7 separate regions of the Mus musculus genome follow, and regions 2, 3, 4, 5, 6 and 7 are each linked to region 1. A link is a contact called in public Hi-C and promoter capture Hi-C data. All regions are on one chromosome and are shown on one strand. The core of a region is the stretch at or near the end of the contact, and the rest is flanking DNA. Distances in the headings are between cores, read along the strand shown.

Evidence for each region. Promoter capture Hi-C pulls out the DNA fragments that hold promoters and counts their contacts. A called contact is a pair of places that touch in the nucleus more often than the background predicts.
Region 2: a contact with region 1 is called in a Hi-C map of B cells, with 5 read pairs. The contact joins the promoter of Sh3glb1 here to the promoter of Fubp1 in region 1. A contact is called at or near these places in 1 of 39 promoter capture datasets (pre-B cells) and 2 of 484 Hi-C or Micro-C datasets (B cells and CD8 T cells).
Region 3: a contact with region 1 is called in a promoter capture Hi-C map of the HPC-7 cell line. The contact joins the promoter of 2410004B18Rik here to the promoter of Fubp1 in region 1. A contact is called at or near these places in 3 of 39 promoter capture datasets (the HPC-7 cell line, cranial neural crest and pre-B cells) and 1 of 484 Hi-C or Micro-C datasets (CD4 T cells).
Region 4: a promoter capture Hi-C map of pre-B cells shows a contact between it and region 1. The contact joins the promoter of Srsf11 here to the promoter of Fubp1 in region 1. A contact is called at or near these places in 4 of 39 promoter capture datasets (the C10 cell line, cranial neural crest and pre-B cells) and 5 of 484 Hi-C or Micro-C datasets (B cells, CD4 T cells, CD8 T cells and 2 more).
Region 5: a promoter capture Hi-C map of pre-B cells shows a contact between it and region 1. The contact joins the promoter of Ankrd13c here to the promoter of Fubp1 in region 1. A contact is called at or near these places in 3 of 39 promoter capture datasets (the C10 cell line, cranial neural crest and pre-B cells) and 1 of 9 other capture datasets (liver).
Region 6: a contact with region 1 is called in a promoter capture Hi-C map of pre-B cells. The contact joins the promoter of Gng5 here to the promoter of Fubp1 in region 1. A contact is called at or near these places in 3 of 39 promoter capture datasets (cranial neural crest, pre-B cells and second pharyngeal arch cranial neural crest) and 6 of 484 Hi-C or Micro-C datasets (CD4 T cells, CD8 T cells, the G1E-ER4 cell line and 2 more).
Region 7: a contact with region 1 is called in a promoter capture Hi-C map of pre-B cells, with 2.8 times the contacts expected there. The contact joins the promoter of Rpf1 here to the promoter of Fubp1 in region 1.

The regions. Positions count from the first base shown.
Region 1 is chr3:152,208,999-152,212,098 of GRCm38.p6, forward strand. It overlaps Fubp1 (far upstream element (FUSE) binding protein 1), which reads left to right and starts at 1,424. Exons shown (of 20, transcript NM_057172.4): 1 at 1,424-1,702. The coding sequence starts at 1,595. It also overlaps a transcript of Dnajb4 not described here.
Region 2 is chr3:144,718,790-144,721,889 of GRCm38.p6, forward strand. It overlaps Sh3glb1 (SH3-domain GRB2-like B1 (endophilin)), which reads right to left and starts at 1,546. Exons shown (of 9, transcript NM_019464.3): 1 at 1,193-1,546. The coding sequence starts at 1,264.
Region 3 is chr3:145,936,384-145,939,483 of GRCm38.p6, forward strand. It overlaps 2410004B18Rik (RIKEN cDNA 2410004B18 gene), which reads left to right and starts at 1,631. Exons shown (of 3, transcript NM_025555.5): 1 at 1,631-1,945; 2 at 2,515-2,713. The coding sequence starts at 1,676.
Region 4 is chr3:158,034,960-158,038,059 of GRCm38.p6, forward strand. It overlaps Srsf11 (serine and arginine-rich splicing factor 11), which reads right to left and starts at 1,647. Exons shown (of 13, transcript NM_001379531.1): 1 at 1,557-1,647. The coding sequence starts at 1,646. Lrrc40 (leucine rich repeat containing 40) reads left to right here and starts at 1,723. Exons shown (of 15, transcript NM_024194.6): 1 at 1,723-1,917. The coding sequence starts at 1,767.
Region 5 is chr3:157,945,556-157,948,655 of GRCm38.p6, forward strand. It overlaps Ankrd13c (ankyrin repeat domain 13c), which reads left to right and starts at 1,445. Exons shown (of 13, transcript NM_001013806.2): 1 at 1,445-2,401. The coding sequence starts at 1,972.
Region 6 is chr3:146,498,206-146,501,305 of GRCm38.p6, forward strand. Gng5 (guanine nucleotide binding protein (G protein), gamma 5) reads left to right here and starts at 1,631. Exons shown (of 3, transcript NM_010318.2): 1 at 1,631-1,815. The coding sequence starts at 1,735. It overlaps Spata1 (spermatogenesis associated 1), which reads right to left and starts at 1,588. Exons shown (of 15, transcript NM_001316756.2): 1 at 1,450-1,588.
Region 7 is chr3:146,519,956-146,523,055 of GRCm38.p6, forward strand. Rpf1 (ribosome production factor 1 homolog) reads right to left here and starts at 1,468. Exons shown (of 9, transcript NM_027371.3): 1 at 1,214-1,468. The coding sequence starts at 1,441.

The sequences.
Region 1 (3,100 bases), core at 174-2,673:
CCAGACATCTAACTAGTATACAAATCTAATTAGTGAATAAAAACATCAATTACTGATGAGTAAATGCTATTTGCTGGGCAAACTTCCTTAAAACGCGACTGAAATACTCTCATTAGCTAGTTTTCCTACATATTGCTATGATTAAATCTGTAGCCCAATACCTTTACTGTTTTTCTAAATCCACGGACATTCCTAGACATCCATGAACAGGTTAAACAGGTCAAACTGAGCTATCAAATGGCTAAGACAGAGCTGGTTTTAAGAAAATCATGCTGTTTGTATCTGCCAGCACCTGACTTAGTAACTGATAGTGGGTACTGGACACATAGTTTCCGGCTATCGGAAAGCCAAGGGAACATATTTCTCTCATTCTAAGATTGGTGTTAAGAAAAATGCTTCTTAGACTGAGAGGGGGGAAACGTCATACATTAGACAGTCCATTTTGCCTTTTTCTTAGCTAAACTGAGAGCAGGGATCATTGTGGCATACTAAGTATAAACAGAATAAAGGCCCAAGAACCCTCATTCACCGTAGTAATTGCCAGCATTAGGCTAGCATGGCTAAGACACGCTCAGGAATGGTCTGGAGAAACGTGGTTATTGGCATATATGACAAATATTAGAAACTGCCTGCAAAGCCAACTAGTCCAGAAATGAAAATTCAGACCATGACATTGATCTGACTACCCGCAGGGGCGCGGGGGGGGGGGTGGGGAAAACGCAGTAAAGCCGGTTTGTGTCAGGAGCATGACACGTTCGTGACATAAGGGGCACATGGTAAGACTGGCCAAAGACACGCAACGCTAGGTGTCTACATACTGGATGTGCAACACTCACGTTTTTAAAGGACAAAGGGCGGTCATACTTTCACCATCCGCTCGCCCACACTATTTTACATAAGAGACTCAGTAGGCAATCGGCTCGAGAACTAAGGGCCCGGTGGTCTGAGTTCCTCCCCGCTTGTGACCGGCCCGGGTGGAGACATGGGCAGAGGCAGCTCGGCGCCCCGGAGCATGGTGGGCTCCCGCCGCCGGGCCGCAGACGGTTCCGCAGCGTCGCCGCGGACGCCCCGCACGCCCCGTGCGCGCGGCCCTCGGGCTGTGCGGCCGCGCGACACTGTTGCGTGACGTCCCCGCCCGACGACGTCAGGCCCCTTACTACGGAAACACGGAAGGACACTAGCTAGCTCCCTGATCCGCGACGGCCTTTCCAAGTCCCCTACAAGCGCGGGCGGCACACTTCCCGGGCGCCACTGCCTCAGCCGCCGAGGCGAGGGAACAATGGCCCGCACTCGCGCTGCGAGGAGGCGCCCAGAGAGACCCTACTCTCGTGGGAGCCCGGTCAAGTCTCGCGATATTCTTCGCCCGGCGTCCCTTCTCTGTACCCTCCACCCCCTCTTCACCCCCCGCCAATCGCGCGTCAGCGCTGAAACATCGCGGGATTTCCGTCTGCCAGTCTCCGCCCCTTTACGGCACGATGGTCGTGCAAGAATGTGATAGAGCCTCGACGGCCGCCATCTTCTTCCTTTCTTAGCAGTTAACCGAGAGCGGCGCCTCCCTCCGCGAGGAAACGGCAGCGTGTGCTGTAGCGTGGGTATGGCCGACTACTCCACAGTGCCTCCGCCGTCGTCTGGCTCGGCTGGCGGCGGCGGCGGCGGAGTCGTTAACGACGCTTTCAAAGATGCCCTGCAGAGAGCGCGGCAGGTAAGCGTGGACCGACCGCGCGGCGGCTTCCCCTCCCCGACCCCCGAGAGCCGCCGGCGGGGCAGGTCCGGCCCTGCTCGCACTCGCGGCTGCCGCCCGAGGAGATGGCGTCTTCTCACGAGGGGTCCCAGCGGCTCGAGGCCGAGCCCGTTGTCGTGGTCTGAAGCGCCCCCCCCTCCCACGCGCTCTCCCCGAGCGTGGCCTCCACTTCCGCCCCGCGCGCGCGGCCTCGCCGCCCCGTGCGCCCTGCCTGCCCCGGCTCCCTCGGCTCCGGTTCCGCCCGACCCAGGCGCGTGGAAGGTTCTGGGCGCTCAGGTCACGGCGAGGGCAAGCCAGGGAGGGCCGGCTGCCTGGCTAGCGGTCCCCGCCGCTTCCCGCGCCGCCGAGCTCTCCACCCTCGCCGTAATTAGCCTAACGTTCCCCGCGGCGTTCACCAGCGAGGCTCTCCCCGGGGCGGGATCTGCGTGCGATCCACCAATCCTTTCCCCAGCTCCAAATGGCCCCGGGCCCTTTCTTCCCCAGCCTTGAGTTTGAATCTGCCTCTCTCTTCCCAAGTCGAAGCCTCCAACCTCTTTGTGCTACGTAGGGACGTACTGTTGCCTCGAATGGCAACCATTTTCCCAGATGAAAAGGGTTGGATAGATAAGAGTCCTTGCATTTGACACCCCCCCCCCAATAACCTGAACGTCAATGTCTTCAAGTAGCCCCCGCCCCCGACTTCTTTGTAGCTTAAAAATGTATAATGTTGCCTTGCCGGGTGGGGTGGTGCTCGACTTTAGTCCCAGCACTCGAGAGACAGAGCCTGGCAGGTCTCTTGAGTTTGAGGCCAGTCAAAACGGCCAAGAGGGACCTGTCTCAAAAAAAAAAGTATGTTATGGAATTTGCCTGTAAGGTAAAATAAACCCTTATGGCTCTGTTGTAGTTGCTAGACATGAGCAGGTTTTTAAAGCCAGCTTTGACTATACTGGAAACTTCCTTCAGGACCGAAAGATTACCGACTCAATCAAGGTTTATCAAGTCTACCATAATACAGCAAGCACACTTATCTAGTGCATAGATACTGAAAAAATATATTTATTCATACAGAGGGATTCCATGAGCAATGTGGTTGGTGTACATAGAAGTCAGAGGACAACTTGTGGGAGTTGATTCTCCTTCCATGTAGGACCCTTTGGTCAGGTGTAAGTTGTTAGGCTCAGGGACAAGTGTGTCTGCCTGGGCATCTGAGGAAACTTTTTGATGCAGGGCCTCTACCGAAAGCCTAGGCAGGCCTGAGGTTTAAGGCTTCCTGCTGAATTGTCTCTAGTGTAGGTGTACTCCACCTCTCGGCTTTGGAAGCTTTTTAAGTGTGTGATTTCTAGTCTTGTGAGATAAAAATCGAACACGAGTGAGCAGACA
Region 2 (3,100 bases), core at 296-2,795, 7.5 Mb before region 1:
GTAGTGGGTCAGAGGGCAACTTTGGTTGTCTGCTAGCCAAGCAAGTCAAGCCAGTTTATTTACCCTCTCTAAGACTGCTTCCTTTTTAAGGGAGGGCGAACAATGCCTCTCTGGCAAAGTGACAGAGATGGGCTGCAGCTAGTACGTTCAATGCACAGTAAACTGCTCGTCATACTATTTTTCATAAGATAGGCAGTCATTACCCTGGGGAACTGTCCGATTCTTTTGCCAAGGATAACGAAATATGATATTCACAGTGCCAGTAAAATGAAATGAATCAAGAAATAAAGCAGCACACGTGAGATTTATAGTTCGGTGGGATTTTGGCACATGGGACATTACTTTTGTTTTCTCTTTCCGGAACAGAGGGCTGCTGCTACCCTATGTCACTAACTTCAATACCAGATTGTTTACAAGCCACGTTGTGAAATTGACATCTGCTCCGAGATTTAACTGAGTTTGCATAATGTGGGTGTTGACTGTAAAAAATCTGCCCAAGTTCCCTATTGCTGACACTTCCTTAATCACAGAATAAGGAGACGCAGTGAACTTTTCCCTTCCAAGTGCGCCTGAAGCCAAGCGTGCCCGGTCCCCTCCAATGTGACAACAACGTGAATCGCGTCCTCCTCTCACCCCTGCTCTATATAGCCCATCTGGGGAACGCGTCAGGGCACCCCTAATCCTAGGTGTCCTGCGTCCTTGGTGAAGCTGGGACACCGACAGGGACAGGCAATCTCCATCTCCCCCACGGGCTGCTAAGCTCTGGGACAATCCTTCCAAGGGGCAGCAGCGAGGGCTGGTGGGAACTGAGCTGGCAGCTCCTCTGCGTTGAGGGGCAGGAAAAGGAAACTCCCTTCTCGGTCGGACGCGGCCCGGAGGGCGAGAGCGAGCGCAGCGGAGGGTGGGGGTGGCGCCAAGGTGCTCGGCGTGCCCTGCCTCGCCGGCTGGGGCACCGAGGCCTCCGCCCCGGGGTGAACCCAAGGTGTCCGCCCTGGGCCGCGTCCCGACTCGCCTGCCGGGGCGCGGGGCGGCGGCGGCCGGGCGAGCGAGGCGGAAACGGCCAGCGGGGCAGGGGCGCCAGGCCGCGCCCATCGGCAGGCCTGGGTACCAGGGCGACGCCGTCCCCGACCCGCCCTCCGCTCGCCCTCCCCGGCGCCACCACCCCGCCCGGCCCCAACCGCCGCCGCCGTACCTGCACGGCCCGGCTGAGGAAGGTGCCCGCGTCGGCCGCCAGCTTCTTCACGTTGAAATCCATGATGTTCATGCCGGGCGGCAGCCGGGCAGAGCCGCCGGCTGCGCTAGCGGGGAGGCGGGGAGCGCCGCGGCCGGGCTGGGGCGCCGGGCGACGGCGACGGCGGGGCGGACGTGGTAGGTGGCGGGAGGCGGCGCCAGCCCCGCGCAGCTGTCGTTTCCTGGCGGGGAGGCGGGGGAGGGAAGAGGGCGGGCGCCCGCGAGCGCGCGCCTCTCCGCTCACACGCTGGGCCTGTCGCGTCGCCGAGCAGCTGCGAGCCACGGGGACCGAGGTCGCGTCCGGAGGAAGGCCCCGCCCCGCCCCGCCGCCCGGCGACTGTGCAACCGCGGCGGAAAACAGCCGGCCGGGAGGGGGGCGTGGCCTCACCGATGGCGTGGGGTGGGGGGCGGGGGTGTCCTCGCGGGAACAGCGACCCCTGCAGGGTGGCCGAGGATTCACCACTGGGTGGAGCCGCTGCAGAGGTTCTCATGGGAACAGCGACCCCTGCAGGGAGGCCGAGGATTCACCACTGGGTGGAGCCGCTGCAGAGGTTCTCATGGGAACAGCGACCCCTGCAGGGTGGCCGAGGATTCACCACTGGGTGGAGCCGCGGCTGAGGCTCTCCTGACAGCTCACTAAGCACCAAGCCAGTGTCAGAGCATCAGTGGAAGTTCTTACCAGAACGAGAGCCTCCTGGGCTCTCACCCTGATTCCCTCCCACAGCATCTCAGTGAGTGTCTGTGACAGAATCGCCCGGACAAAAGTTCCTTAGAAAAGCATGGACAAAACGTTCCTTAAAAGGAAACAGAACTGACACTATAGAATCATTGGCCCGGATTTCCTGTATTGGGTCTGGGGTCAAAGGCTACCTATGGCTTGGGTAGACACCTAGCCAATCTTTGCTGAACGGGATTGTCTTCATTGTCCCCTACCCTATTATACTTTGACTCACTGTTGAGGACCTATTGTGTGTGAGGCATTGAGTAGGTGCTGAAGGGTTCAGTCCCTTTGGTGGCTGGTGGTCATCTGAGGCATATTTAGAAAGTATCTCCCATCCCCTGGGAAGGTATATAAGAGCATTTCAGAGAGACAATGGAGAAGAAAGACAAGGTTCCTATCCGGTTATACATTCCTTCACTCCTGAGTACCTACTGTCTGGCAGGGCCTCAACCTTCCAACTCTTAGCTGTGTGATAAAGGCATGAGCCCTTCCCCCCACACCCACCCACCCAGACACCCACACTACACTCAGCTAATTTAGTTTCTGTTTTCTGAGAAAAGGCCTCATGCGACCTAGCCTGGCTTCAGGTATCCAAAGACCGCTTCAAACCCATCACCCTCCTGTCTTTGTTTTTCTTTCTTGTTCCTCCCTCCTTTTTCTTCTCCCCACTTCCTTTATCCTGGGGACCAAACCACTGTCCAATAGATCCTGTTTTACAGGTCTTATCATGTAACTTTCATTTTGGTGTTTCAAGATGCCTCTGGAACCTCTAGATATCACACATATGTTCTCACATTAGAAAGGAAATGAAGGGGAGAGGCAAAAGTACACACCAGCTCAGTGTCCCTTTCTCCTTTAAAACAAGCATTCCATAACCCCCAGCTCGTAAACTTTCATTTTCACATCGTTAGTGAGAACTGGGCCATTTAGGTCCTCACAATGGCAGTTCGATCGAATAAATGCAATGTGCTCTGTTAAAAAAAACTAAGAGCATTTGTGAGAGAATGGTAGGTCTTGTCTTTAACAGTACGTATTGTTGTCTTAGACAAGACAGAGCTTGTGCTATCGAAGAAGGAGAGAATAGTTACAGGAGACGCAGCTGTTGACATTTGCTTTGCTGCTATCAAGCAAGAACGAAAGGAGTCTTAC
Region 3 (3,100 bases), core at 381-2,880, 6.3 Mb before region 1:
AGGCAGAGGCAGGTGGATTGCTGAGTTCGAAGCCAGCCTGGTCTACAGAGTGAGTTCCAGGACAGCCAGGACTGCACAGAGAAACCCTGTCTCGAAAAAAAATATTTATTTTATGTAGATGAGTATAATGTAGCTGTCTTCAGACACCAGAGGAGGGTATCAGATCCCATTGCAGATGGTTGTGAGCCACCATGTGGTTGCTGGGAATTGAACTCAGGACCTCTGGAAGAGCAGTCAGTGCTCTTAACCCCTGAGCCATCTCTCCAGCTCTCAAGTTTAAATTTTTAATGCTAGAGATTCTTTACCCCATCTAAGAGCCTTCTGCCAGCCCAGCATCTTGATGCTACTCTAAAGTTTCCTGGACATCCTGGGGTTTCACTTGTCCATGTACCTTCCCTATGGTTTTTCCCCAAACTCATTATATAAACAAGCACGGCCACGGGTGTCGGAGCCTTGTACATTCACCCCATTTCCACCACGCGCTGAGATTACAAATACACACCACCATGCCCAGTTTATATGGGTGCTGGTACTGGAACCCAGTACCAGGCAGCGAGCTCTGCCTCCTGAGCTGCACTGATTTGGTTCATGTTTCCGGAGGGTAACCGGAAGCTCTGAATGAGGACTCCTCTGGACCGCTCCTCGCCCATCTTCCCTTGGTTGGACTTATGCTATATTTGCTGCAGTAAACTGTAGCTATATACACGTGGTTACTCAGCTTTCAGCGGGTTCTACAATTTTGTCACATTACCAGGCTGGAGGGTGCGTGAGGGGACCCTGAATTTGCTAATGATGTCAGATCTGAGGATGATTTGGGTAACCCAGGACTTTGTACTTTGGGAACAATTGTATCTCTGTCAAGTCTAGGTACTTGGACGGAAGGAAGTTTTTCTAGAAACACTCAGACCTATTATCTCAGAAATTACAACCCAGCAATATTCCTTGATGTACTCCAGGGACGGTCACCAAAATAAATACTAGGAATATAAACCTGAACAAGGCAGTCTAGCCCGTTCCATTACCAGACTTCGTATTTTTCTGTAGAATTTAGCAGATAAGAATCAGACCAAATGGCAAGTTATTAATGACTATGTCACCTCTGACCAGGCATTTTTAACTGGGATCTAAATATTTACAATGGTACCAACTTGGGGTGGGGGGCTGTAAAATTTCACCATTGACCTCTAGTTTGTGGCAATACTCCGGTCTCATCTTCTCAAGTGCTGGGGTTAGAAGTGTGCGCCCCCACCCCCTGCTTGCTTGTTCTTACTGTTTGGTAGACAACGTCTCCTGCACTGTATTAGCTGTTAAGAAAGGACTTACATGCACCTCGCTGGCCCTCAAATTTGCCTAGGATTATAGGTATGCATGTTTGGTTTTTCTCTGCTTTAAATTACAAGCCCAGAGTGTGACTGTGGCCACTGATTTCCCTCCGGGTATCCTAAGGCTCCCGCTGCTTTTTCCCAGAGATCCTTAAGAAAAAACAAATAAATAACTTGCTTGAGGGCTGTGGAATCCCCGCCTCCAGCATCCTTCCAATCTCCGCCCATGAGTAGGAGCGCGGCTCCGCCGCTAGGGGGCGCAAATGGATAACTCGCCAGCCTGGGGGGCGGGATCAGCCGTGGCTTCCGGCTTCCGGCTTCCGGCCGAGAGAGGGTGGGAACCCGCGGCCGTCATGGCAGCCGAAGAGAAGGACCCGTTGAGCTACTTCGCGGCTTACGGGAGCAGCAGCTCCGACTCGTCGGATGAGAACAGCGAGCCGGAAGACGCGGGTCGCAAGGAGGCGGCCTCGGCTCCGACGACGGGCGGCCGCGGGAAGCAGGCGGAGAAGCGGCTGCCCGGCCCGGACGAGCTGTTCCGCAGCGTGACCCGCCCGGCCTTCCTCTACAACCCGCTCAACAAGCAGATCGACTGGGAGCGGCATGTGGTGAAAGCGCCGGAGGAGGTGAGATCCCCGGCCCCGCGGCCGCCCCGGGGCCCGACGCCCGCTTGCCCCTCCGCCCGCTCGCCCACCCCCGGCTCGCACTCAGCCCGCGCCGCGCCGCGCGTCCCCACGGCCCCGGGAGCCCGGGGGGTGTCAGCCCGGGCCCGCCCCTCCGCGCTCGGGGGTCCCAGCCGGGCGACGACTAACGGTGGTGACTCCCCGCCCCCCGCTGCAGCTTCTCCCCGAGACCCCTTCCCTTTGACGCCGAAGTGCCTGCGCTGCTGCCTCCAAGACAGCGTCTCTGCTGCAGCCTCCTGAAGGGGTCAGCCTGGCCGTAGTATCTGGGACTGCATCCTCCTTTGGTAACTAAAAGTTATTAGCTTTATTTATCCAGGGAACCCTTTGACTTTTTCACCTAACAGTGTTGTGATGTTGATGGAAAAAAAAAAGTGTCTTTTAAGCCTAAAGGATTTTAAAAAAGAAAGAAAGAGGAAAGTCAGCCAGAATGATGAGCAGGGAGGTGCATGCGCTCGTATCCATCGCGGGAACCTCGGTTCGTCACAGGGTTTCTTAATGTGCTTACTCGACAGCCTCCAAAGGAGTTCAAGATCTGGAAGTCCAACTGCGTGCCGCCCCCAGAGACCTACACTACTGAGAAGAAGCCGCCGCCGCCAGAGCTGGACATGGCGATCAAATGGTCGAATATCTATGAAGACAATGGAGACGATGCCCCACAGAACGCCAAGAAAGCCAGGCTTCTGCCTGAAGGGGAGGAGACAGTGGAATCAGGTAAGAGAGAGGAGTGTTGTTGTTTAAGATTTCAGCACTCAGAAAGAAGAAAATCCTTCCGGACAAGGTTTACAGCCTAGTGAGTTGGAAGGCTTGCCCAGAAATTGTCTTTGGATGCTAACGGTCTTTCGATCGTTCGGGTTTTTTGTTTTGTTTTGGGGGGAGACAAGGTCTATGTAACCTGAATGTTCTCGGAACTCATTATGTAGACCAGTCTCTTGAGTGAGGCCAGCCCAGCCTGTCTGTGCCTCAGTATCTCAGTGCTAGGACTGAAGGTGTGTGCCAGCAACCCACGTTTCCGCTCCGTTTGTAAGGATTCTGCCTGAAAGTAGTCTCAGAGGTCTCTGGGTATGATGCCTTATTAGAGCGGCGGGTGTGAACTCGCTC
Region 4 (3,100 bases), core at 397-2,896, 5.8 Mb after region 1:
AAACTGCATGTGATACAGTATGGTCAGACCACACCAAATCTACTTTTCAACTAATACTGTTTTTCTCATTAGGATGACAAAAGAGTTATGCAGCCTTCTCCCTGCATATGTTCTTTACATTTAAAAGAAGGGGAGAAAATCGGGGCTGGAAAGATGGCTCAGTGTTTAGAAGCACTTAAGGTTTTTTCAGAGCACCAAAGTTTGATCCAGGCACCCACATGGCAGGCGGCTCACAATCATTGCATAACCACAGTTGCAAAGGATCTGATATTTTCTTAGAGCAAAAAAACACAAACATAAATACACAGAAAACAAATTAATTTAAAAACTCATTTCTGTGATGGCTGACATGTTGATGGCTAACTATGTTTAAAAGTTAAAAATCTCTGTAGTTAGGCAAAATTAGACCTCCTATGTTAAGGACTGCTAAGGATATATATTTTTAACTGATGTTCCTGTAAATAAATTTGTTCTGCTTGAACATAAACACATTGTAATTTTGCATTCTTTGCCTTTATAAACCCGACTGAGGTGGCTGGGCGCTGCATTCTAGTGAATCTCTAAACATCCCCCAGACTCATAACCATTTCATACTGGTGAGATGGCTCTGCAGGTTGGTGGAAAAAAAAACCCACTCCCTCAAGTTGTTCTCTAACCTCCTGAGGCACCAGGGCACGTGAAACCCTATTCACGTGTGCAAAAAGAAACACTAAACTTAAAGAGGAATGTAATAGAAAATCAATTTCAGTCAAAGAATTTGGTCTGCGCTGGACACAGGATTCACGGCCCTGCCCACGTTAGGGAATTATATCCCCAGCCCTGGATAGTTGAGGGCTACTTCTTCGTTTGGGAAAATATATCAATACTTTGTAAACTCCAGGAAAAACTAAGCAGGAAATCGCTACTTATTAAATAAAATTTTCTTTTTTGTATTTACAACAAAACTACGCATTTAAATTTTCTTTGCTTTCTTTCTTTCTTCTTCTTTTTTTTTTCCTTTTTTCTTTTTTGAGACTGTTTCTCTGTTGCTCTGGCTGTCCTGGACTCGCTGTGTAGACCTGGCTGACCTCCAATTCAAGAGATCCATTTGACTCTGCCTAATCTAGTGCTGTGATTAAAGACGTGCGCCACCATGCCAGGTCAGTATTTACATTTTCATTATCCGAAGTTATTTTTAAAACTTCTTAAGACTGGATTATCGGTAAATCAGTGAAAAATGAGCTTCGTAAGCGTGGGACCAACTGCATAAGTTAGTCTGTAAGCGAGCAGGATTCGAAGTCCGAGCCCTTCACCACAGCTTTTAGCTGTCAGGTGGGTACTTAAGCTTAAGGGCCAAGCTTCGTGTCACTCGCCATCCTGTTCTCCGGGATCAATTCGATCACCGCACTGAACTCAGCGATCCCCAGGCCTGGCGCCCAGGGCCACAGGCCGCGCCTCAGGTTTCGACGCCGCCACGTTCTGATGCGACGTTGGGTAGCGCAGCCATGCCCGACCGCGCTGTCTAGGGAGCCCATGTTCCCCCCACGAGGACCTCTCAGCCCGTTAGACGCACTTACCCGAAAGAAGTTTCTCCTGAGGGCGAGGTTGGTGAGGGCAACGGAAGGGCTCGTCGGTCCTGCGGTCCCGGGAGCTGGCGGTGACGACATCAGCGCGCGCAGCTAGGGCAAGGCCCGGATTACTGTGAGGCGGAAGGGGCGGGGTTATCCAGCCATGGCACCTTGAAACGTCACAGCCGTGGTCGGGGCTTCCGGTGTGAGCTTTTGAATATGTCGCGCCAGCTGAGAGCCCCTAGGTTTGACCCTCGTGCGGGATTCCACGCGGAGGGCAAGGACAGAGGCCCCTCTGTTCCCCAGGGCCTGCTGAAGGCAGCGAGAAGCAGCGGCCAACTCAACTTGGCGGGAAGGAACCTCGGGGAAGGTGAGGCAGCGCGCGAACATCCTCTTGGTCCCCTGTGCACCCACCCGCGCCTGCTCCGTGGCCCTGCTAAGACTGGCCTTGACTTACTCGAAGTGTTCACTGAGATGTCCACAGAATACGGGATAAACATCGTAGTTTGGGAGTAAATTCGCTGTGAGATAGAGGATAGGCAGGTATTTGATTCGCCTTCCTCTTATTTTCGTTTTACCAGCTCCCCTCTGTGAGCTTAGAATAATTTTCTTTCAAGCCTAGCCTTTTTTTTTCTTCCACTTGAGGAAAATCCCAATGACAAACATACTCCTTATCCTAAGTACTAATTCAGAGTAAATGCTGCGGAGTATATGAATTTGAGAACATCCTGAGAAACCTATGAATGATCAACAAGCACAAATCTACATATTACTAAGTATAAATAAATACCTTTGTAGTGTATGTGTTTGGTAGGAGAGGACAGAGACAAAGAGAGGATTGAGAAGTGAAGCATTCTTTCTGTAATATTTTTTTCTACTTGCATTGATTAAAATCTTCCACTTCTAATAATGTACTTATGTATCTGTAAGGTTGACTAAGTAAAGACATTATGTGTATGCTTACTGAATGTGATGATTACTTGTGTCAAGTTGACACAATCAATGAGGGATTATTTAGATCATGTTCTCTATGAAGAACGTCTATGAAGACCTGTCTTGATTGATAATTGATGTAGGAAGATCTAGCCCACTGTGGGTTGTGCCATTCCCTAAGTTGGGTCTTGAATCCAAAGGTTGAGTCGTATAAAAAAGTGTGCGTGCCTTAATTCATTTCTCCCTCTGCTCTTGATTGTAGTTGTGTTGTGAGTAGCTGTTCCAAGTTCCTGCCATCTTGACTGATGGCCTGCAAATGAAATTATGAGCTAAAATAAACTTTTTCTCTAAGGTTCTTTGTTATGGTATTTTACCACAGCGTCTGGAAAGAAGAGTAGAATAGAAATTGGTACCCAGAAAGTGGATAAATCTGACTACATGGTTCCTAGGATATTTGAACTATTTTATATGGCTAGAATGTGGAAGGCTCTGGAATGTAGGTCTAGGAAAAAAGCTGAATGTTATGGGCAGAGCATAATGGACTGTGTTTTGGTTTGTTTTGTTGTTATGGGAAGTTGGAAAATAAGAATGCTGACAGAAATGTAGACATTGGAAGCCTG
Region 5 (3,100 bases), core at 195-2,694, 5.7 Mb after region 1:
CAGGTCCTCTGAAAAAGCAGCCACTTCTCTCAACTGCCGATCCTCCTCTCCAAGCCCTTCACAAAGACTTTCTGAAATTTGATTTCTGTGTCAATTTAAACTAATAATTTCCCCTTATGTTATATTGGGATGTTACAGAATCTCAGAATTTACATTTTTCTTGTACTAAATATCTTTAATAGTACTCATATTTTGATGTCCCTACCCATTACATACTATAAGCCTTAAACCTCAAAGTTTAAAGGGATGAGATGTTTGTTTTTTGAGAACAGTCACTTGAGGCAACCTTCCTGTATCTACTTCCCGAGTGCTGGGATTGTAAGCATATACCACCACAATAGGTTGTCTTAAAAAAAAATGTTCATGGTGTTTGATTTCACTGAAAGAACACTTAGGAGTTTTAACATCCATCAAGAGGTAGCAGCCAGTAATTAGGTACATGATTTTGGCTGCCTACCTACTATTTACTGTTTTTTTTTTTTTTTTTTAAGACTAATTTTGTGTGTGTGTGTGGGTATGCACCAGAGGACAATTTGTTGGAATGGGTTCTTTTCTTTTACCATGTGGGTCCCAGGGATTGAATGCTCAGTGGCATGTCATGTCACTGGTCCATCTACTAATTTTGGGACAGCATTCACTCTGTAGCTCAGGCTAGCCTTGAATCCATGTGATCAATCCTTTTGCCCTTCCTCAGTTTCTGGAGTGCTGGAACTTATTGATGTGAGCCACCATGTTCAGTTTAGTTTTCTAAATGTTCACAATTTCATCACACACACACACACACACACACACACACACACACACAGTGCTTTGATTCCCACTCACTACCTCGACTATTCATTCTATACGTCTTATGGCACTTTTGTTCTACACCATTTTATTTCGCTGGGTTACTGTGCAATTCCTGAATCTGATCTAAGATCCGTTTCCTACTTCCAAAGAATTTATGTCCAAAATTCCAAACTGTATAACTAGCACTCTGTGTAAAAACACCAAGGACCTCCAACTTCAATATGCTAAATTTGAACTCATTTTTAAAGGAGTCTTAAGCTTTTTCCGGATTCACTGTATCCCAGAGCATGCTTTCATCATCTCTCACCCGGGTTACTGCCCACTTATTTAAAAACAATTACTCCATTTCCTCAAGTAAGCATCCTCCACATACTTTAACTCTGACGTTTGTCCCAAATACACTCAACTAACAGCTGTTTGAAAAATCCTCCATTCCCGGTGTAATAAACAGCCTTTGAATTCCAAAGTCAGGCCCTAGATTCCTCCAGGATAACTGGCCATCTCTCCTCGCCTACAGCCTTGCCAGCCTGAGCAAGTCCTTGCACAGGTTAGGGAACCCAGCAGAGTCTTAGCGAGTGTTTACTGAAGGTCCAGCGCAGCTGAGTGACGTCACGTCCGATATCCGGTGGTGTCTTCCTACGTCGTTCTGAGGGAGGTTGACAAACAGGGTTTCAGCCTTTAAGCTAGAGTTCGTAACTGCCGTTGACCTCCTCCTTTACGAAGGCCCAGAGCACCAGGTCAGAGCTCTGAGTCTGGGTCTGAATTCAGCCGCAGGGCCCGGCCCAGGGTGGAACCCTGTGCGAGAGGAGCGCGGGCGCTGCCCGGACCCTGACCCAAGCGCAGAAGCGGCCCTCTAACACTCCGCGGCGGCGTTTCCTCCGAAGCTCTCGCGAGAGGAGCCGGGGAAAGATGGCTGCGCCGGGTCTTTCCGAGTGAGGAGGAGGCGGCGGCGGCGGCGCCGGGCGTCGTGCGGTCGTGGTCTCTTGAGCTGCGGCTTTCCTCGTCCGAGACGAGGGCCGCCGCCTCCGGGAGATGCGCGTGTCGCGGACCCGCGGTCGCCCCGGGAGTTCATGCTGCGTGCTAGGCTCGCGGCCGCCGCTCTAATCGCCCGGCGCCGCCGCCGCGCCGGCTCGGCCCGCGGTGAGCCTCCCGGAGCCTGTCCCGCGCGCCGCGGCGGCTATGACCGGGGAGAAGATCCGCTCCCTGCGGAGGGACCACAAGCCCAGCAAAGAGGACGGGGACGTGCTGGAGCCCTGCGAGGAGGAGGCGACAGCCGCGCTCGGCGGCGCCTTCACCGGGGGCAGAAGCGGACCGGGCGGCAGCGGCAAGGGCGGCAAGGCCTGCCATAAGATCTTCAGCCACCACCACCGGCTGCAGCTGAAGGCGCCCGCCGTTCCGGGCCCCGGCGTTCCGGCCCCGCCGCAGCACAACGCAGTGACTGCCACCTGCCCTGCCCCGGCCTGCCTGGGCGGCAGCAACCCCGCTTTAGTCGCTGACGGAGGCGGCTGCCCCTCGCTCTACCCGGTCCACGAGTGCGTCTTTAAGGGGGACGTGAGGAGACTGTCCTCGCTCATCCGCACGCACAATATCGGACAGAAAGATAATCATGGTGAGCTTTGCCTAATTTCCGTCCCCTCGGAGGTGGGGTGGGGGTGACCGTTGGCCTCCGGGTTCCCGGTCCCTTCTCCCGCACCGTGTTTTCCTCTGGCGGAAAACCTCGAGTCTTTTCAGGTGCAGCGAGCGTGCCAGGGGTCAGGGTGCAGCAAGGATGTTTTCTTCTTTTCCACCTGAGCATTTCGGGACAGGTTGCATTTTCTCTGCGGCAGTCTTTGCGAGTGCCAAAAGGTCGGGCTATCTCACATCCAGGCAGGTCTTCTGGGTTTTAGGGAACGTTTCCTTTTTCCCTCCCTCCCTTCTTGCCGGTCTTCACCGCCCAGGTACGCGCAGATAGATGTGAGTTTTTATCCGTCACTGACCTCGTGCTGTAAACACTGGTTTTTGAAAGCCATACTGAAATGTGTCCGCATTTAATTTCCCAAAGCAATTGAAGAGACTTTTGTTTTTGTTGCTCTTTCCACACCAGGACCATTTTTCATCTTGATTGAGACTAAAGACATACTATGGTTTTCATTATAAAGTCTTAGCCACATGTACTGGCTGGTTTTATGTGTCAACTTGACACAGTTGGAGTTATCACAGAGAAAGGAGCTTCAGTTGAGGAAATGCCTCCATGAGATCCAACCTGTAAGGCATTTTCTCAATTAGTGATCAAGGGGGAAAGGCCCCTTGGGTGGGACCATCTCTGGGC
Region 6 (3,100 bases), core at 381-2,880, 5.7 Mb before region 1:
CCTTCCTTTCTATCCCAATATGTATTGCTTATTTGACATACCATAAAACTATGATAGCATCTGGTGTGTGAGACAGCAATACACTCTGGTTTCCTAGCTCAATAGTTTGGGGAAAAGAAAACAATAAACTTTCTGAGACTAAGACAAATTTGTTTATTCCTCAACATTTCCTTAATAATGGGTTCTGTACCATGTAAAATCTTCTTTGAAATGTCTTCCAGCACATTCCATAGTTCTTAAGTATTATTGTAACTAATATAAAGTAGAACTTTAAGTTACACGTTAATCTTAGAAATCTGCATTTTAGCATACATTACAGGTAACAAGGCACAAAGTAAAATATTTGTGTTACATTTTGCATTAATTAATTTATTTTGGAGGCACAAGCCTTTAATCACAATGCTTGGAAGGCTGTGGGTTTCGAGGCCAGCCTGGTCTACATGGAGTTTCAGGCCAGCCAGAACTACAAAGTGAGACCCTGTCTCAAACAATATGGTTTGTTCGTTCACTTTTTAAATTATGTATTAATTAATGTACGTGTGTGAATGCAAACGTTCCCAGACTCCAGTGAGGGTGACAGTAGCCCAGGACTTGGTGCTTTTGAGTTGCCCAGTGTGGGTGGTGGGAAGTGTGACCTTAGGTCCTCTGCACGAGGGCTCAGTTCCCCAGTCCTCTAACTGCCATCTTCCAGCCTCAGTTTTCGTATTCTTTACACATATAATTTCATTTCGTTTCATTTTTTTTTTCCAAGAAATCCAGGGAGCGTTTTAACTTCGGCAGTTTAAACGGCTTGCCCAAGCACACCAGGGCTAAATTCAAACCCAAGTTTCTTAGATGGTCACTGTTAAGGACTGGGTAAAACCCCAAACTGATATTAACTGCTCAGTAACGCGATGTGTTGGCCCAGAGCAAACCATGTCATTTTTCTCAGTATCCCAAAGAAACAGCACTCACGACGAACCTCCTGTTTAGAGATGTTAGGTCTCAACAGGACTAATTTAAATCTTACTAAACTTTTGAGTCCTTCTGAAAACCCCTCTGGGGTTCATCAGTTACAAGCACGAAGTCAGCAATTACAGGGACATCAAAAGAGCAAACGATCCCCGAACGCGAACGCTTTATTTTTTAAAAAAGCACGGGGGACAGATTCCAGAAAGACAGGGCTAACAGGAAGCTGTGCGGGGCGGCTCGCACCTCTCGGCGACAGGCCAGCCTCCGACCGTCCAGGGTCCCGCGGCCCGGGTCCGTTACGGCGCCCTGGGCCCCGGGCTGGGCGAGCTGCGGCCGGCGCCGCCGGTTCACCCGAGGGCGCCTCACACAGGGCTGAGCTGGCGGGACTTGGGACGTGTCACGGACGCCCCGAGGCAGCGCGGCCACGTCCCTCACCCCGCCGTCGGTCGCGGACCTCCCTCCCCGCGCTCCCGAGTCCGCCCCGGGGCGTCCTCTTACCTCGCCCTACCCAGCCCCTCCAGAGGCGGAAGGCGCCGGCCGGGCGTCGGGCCGCACCGCCCCCGTCGCCACCGCGCCCACCGGCCGCTCCGCCCCTTCTCTCTCTCTCGCGCGCGCGGGGGGAGCCCGCGGCCGTCCCGGGGGGAGGGGGAGGGGGCGTCGGCGCGCATGCGCGGCGCGCACAGCCCCGGAAACTTCGACGAAGTTCGGAGCCCCGCCCCCGCCGTCCCGCGACCTGCCGCCCCCTGCCCGGACTGACGAGTCGGCCCGGCTGTCCCGAGCGCCATGTCGGGTTCTTCTAGCGTCGCCGCCATGAAGAAGGTGGTCCAGCAGCTCCGGCTGGAGGCCGGGCTCAACCGCGTGAAGGTGAGCGGGCGTGGGCGGGCGGTGGGCCCCGGGGTTGGGGGGAAGCGCGAGCCGACACGCGGCTCCTCTGGCCGGGCTGTGGGCCGAGGGCGAGGAGGGGGCCCGCCCTTCCGCCGCCCGCCGACTCTCGGCGGCCCCGGCGGGTCTCGCCAGCGACTTCCGTCTCGCACGTCTCACCCAGGCTCACTCCCAGCCCTCGTCCTTTGAACACACACGAGTCCGCCTGGGTAGCTCCGGATGGCGGCCTGATGAGCAACTTTTGTTTGCGGATCGTCCCGGGAGTCTCCGGACTCCACCTTTGTGGGGGTCCAGCCTCGAACAAAGAGGTGTTTGCAGCAGACGCCGCGGCGTGCTCGGCTGACCTTGCTGGGGTGTCTGTTTACCCGAGAAACCGCTGGCCGCTGGCCTGGGAGCTTGCGGTCTGGTTGGGGGGTCGGGTCTTGGGCTGTTGACTTTTAGGGAAAGGCTGTCCTTGTTGGTAGACAGCTAGGCATTCAGACGCTTTGGCTCTAAGGACCGTTTGGTTTATTTTTTTCAACTCCTAAACGGATTTGGCCTCTTTCTGACGTAATAGGTCGGGTTACATGTGAAACACTTCCCGGTGATTATAAAAAGAAACAAGAATATAAGTCGCCTTGCTAGACCCTGCCAGTTTCCAAGGTGATTTGATTTTATATTCAGCAGGCTAGTCCTTATTTCTAACGTGCTTTTGGAGAAGGCTTCTATTTAGCTTTCTTCTCAAGTAGAAATGTCAGAGACTGCTCAACTTCCTTGTGGTAACCATAGGAGGAGGGTAGGGAGACGCCCAATCAGTCTTGGTTTGGACTCTAATCATATTCTCACTTTTCATCCAAGTGACTTAGTCTTGGCCAGATTAGAGCTCTGAAATTTGAAGTGATCTATTGATCATCATCATTCATATATAATAACTGTCATAAAGTAGGCCAGGAAGGAAAAAAATAGTGGGTTGGGGGAGGAAATAAAGACAGGTACGTGTAGTAATTACAGTGGCGGTACTTAACCCTGGTGGCCCAAAGCAGTGAGCTAGCTCCCAGAGGAGGACTTCCTTTTCTTTGAAAACCCTACCTGCTCTGTGGCTACCTCCTAGCTTCTCTTGCCTTGCGTCCTAATTCTTCTGAAGGCTTCTCACTGGGATGACTCGAGCCACCACAGACAAACAGGTTTTTGAAGTTTCCATGGCAAGGCTCATCTCACTTGGGAATGTTACATGTCTAATCTAGGTTCCTAAATTAGGTTAGGTGCCATTTGATATCATCCATGTACC
Region 7 (3,100 bases), core at 218-2,717, 5.7 Mb before region 1:
AGTTCTCAGGACATTTCCAATAAGGTCACCACTAGTTATTCTTATAGGTTATAACCAAAACTACCTATTAAGGTCAATAGGAAGTTGCAAACATGTTCAGTTGTTACTTAGTATACACTATAATCTCCTGAATCTAGACAAAATGTCTGACACATTCTGTAGTGCCTACTGATCTTCAGTCCAAAAAAAAAAGGCTTTTAGGACATTCCTCCCTCAAAATTGCAAATCAAGCCCGGCGGTGGTGACGCACGCCTTTAATCCCAGCACTTGGGAGGCAAAGGCAGGCAGATTTCTGAGTTCGAGGTCTGGTCTACAAAGTGAGTTCCAGGACAGCCAGGGCTACACAGAGAAACCCTGTCTTGAAAAAAACAAAAAAACAAAAACCAAAAAACCTCCACAACTGACTGTTCTTCCACAAGTCCTCAGTTCATTCCCAGCAACCACATGGTGGCTCACAAACATCTGTAATGGGATCTGATGCCCTCTTCTGGTGTGTCTGAAGACAGCTACAGTGCACTCATATAAATAAATCTTTAAAAAATAAATAAATAAATAAAAAGAACTCCAGTAGCGACCTAGCACTTACGAAAAGATCCAGCCAAGGTCCTCCAGTAAGAGAACACAAATATAAAATCATGTGTTAGTTGCTGTGTATGCTGTAATAGGGAATTTTTAAAATTGTAATTTAGACACAAATGAGCCTCATGATCCTGGGCAAGGCTTACTTACAAGTCTGTCTAGTTTTCAGTGCGAGCACAAGGCGGAAGAGAGCAAACACAGCTATGACAGACACTTCACAGTGCTGAAACTTCACCAATGGTTCCTTGAAAGAGTCTGGGGCCACGTTTAGGACCTGGAGTTTACCACCAACGCTAGGCAGGCGGGATGCGCAAAGGCAGGGGGCGGACCCTCTGCCATCTCCGGCCAGAGGCTGGATCGTCGGTTCCAAATCCCTCGGCTTCCCAGAGAGTGCAACCCACGGAGCAGGCAAGGGCCGGATTCCCCTACGCCAAGCTCATCCGGCAAAAGGCTGACGCTGGGGACCCCGTAGCCAAGCGAGGGGCTGGGGGCGCGCCTCCGGCCCCGCCCCTTCAACCCCGCGCGCCCCCGGCCCCGCCCCTTCAACCCCGCGCGCGCACGTCGCCCCCCCCCCAGCCCCGCGCGCTCCCGGCCCCGCCCCTGCGCTCGTGCCCCGCCAACCCCGCGCGCGTACCTTCCGCTGCTGCTGTTTCCACCGCGTGAACATCAAGTGTCGCCGCTGCTTGTTCTTAATCTCCGAGATACTGAAGCCCGGGGGGAAGGCGGCCGCTTTCGCGGGCTGCACCCCGCTCTCCGCCGTCCCATCGCTCGCGGCCGCAGCCTCTTGAGGCTCTTCAGCGGCAGCTTTCCTCTTCAAGCCTCGCTTGCCGCCACCAACACTTTTCTCGCCGGCCTTCGCCATGTTGTTTACGGCTGTACGGAAACGGAAGTGCTCTCTGTCTTTGACCCGGGTCATACGGTTTTACTTCCGGGGCCGCCAAGTTCCGGAACTAGCGCTTTGCTTTATGGATTAGCTATGTAAGAAAGTGCCAAGGCTGGACGCTGGTGGTGGCGCACGCCTTTAATCCCAGCACTAGGGAGGCAGAGACGGGCGGATTTCTGAGTTCGAGGCCAGCCTGGTCTACAGCCTGAGATCCAGGACAGCCAGGGCTACACAGAGAAACCCTGTCTCGAACTCCCCTCCCCCCAAGAAAGAAAGAAAGTGTCAAAATTCAGAGTTCGTTCCCGACTGTACATTATTTCTAATAGAACAATTTCTAAACAGAACAAGATTAAAAAGAGAGCAAAGAAGCATCACACTTCCAACGTTCTCACTGGTCTCAGACTTAATGCTTATGCAGCAATGCAGGAAAATCCTTTCATCTGAGATAAACTGATAACGCCTACCAGACAATGGAAACGGCCAGCTGCGAGGCCCCTTAGCAGCAGCAAACTAGTCTACCACTCAAACACCACAGACACCAGAAGTCAGACGAAAATTTAGGAGAGAAGAAGAGGCTTGAAGTTGAATAGATTCTGTGAGGGTTTTGTAAAGACGCTGTGTTTTGTGTAAGATGTAGTCCTCTTGGTGGATTTTGAGGGAGAAAATGATCAGGCATTTTGCTTTATTTTTAAGGCGCTACGGCCCTGACTCAGGCTTTGTAGATGCTAAGTGAGTGGTTGTCATAAAGCTGAATTTACAGTCTCCTTGATTTACACATAAAAAACAATACTCATAATAATTATTTAAGGGGACTGGGAAGATGGCTCAGTGATTAAGAGTACTGACTGATCTTCCAGAGATCCTGAGCTTAATTCCCAGCATCCACATGGTGGCTCACAACCATCTGTAATGGGATCTGATGCTTTCTTCTGGTGTATCTGAAGACAGCTACAATGTATTCATATACATTAAATAATTCTTTTTTTTTTTTTTTTTTTTTTTTTTTTGGTTTTTCAAGACAGGGTTTCTCTGTGTAGCTCTGGCTGTCCTGGCACTCACTTTGTAGACCAGGCTGGCCTCGGACTCAGAAATCCGCCTGCCTCTGCCTCCCGAGTGCTGGGATTAAAGGCGTGCGCCACCACGCCCGGCTACATTAAATAATTCTTAAAAGTTATTTATTATTATTTAAGAAGAAACTAAGGGAAGATGGGTGGAGTGAGAAATGTTAATGAATTGAACAAAGGTAGTATTCGCACAGCTCTCACCTTAGAGAAAAATGAGACAGTTTATTCTGGAGCCAAATATGAGTGGCCTGGAAACATAGGTTCAGGCATCCCAAAATTCCCTTTTCCAAGGTAGAAGCAGGTTCCTAAAGCCTTTTTTATAGTCATAGAACAAAAACTCGTAAACCAAGACACTTTCCAAGTCTGTTGTTGGAGCCACTAAGTAGGCAGTTACTTCATAGTGAGAAATCTCAGCTACAGGTCTCCAGTCACCACGGAGCTGAAACCAATCCTATTGGTTAGTGATGTAACTGTTGTTAAGTTGTAGCAGAACATAATTTATGTTTGTGGCAATGCTGGTGTAAATCCACCATGATGACAGTCATATAAAATTACAACATTACGATTATGATAC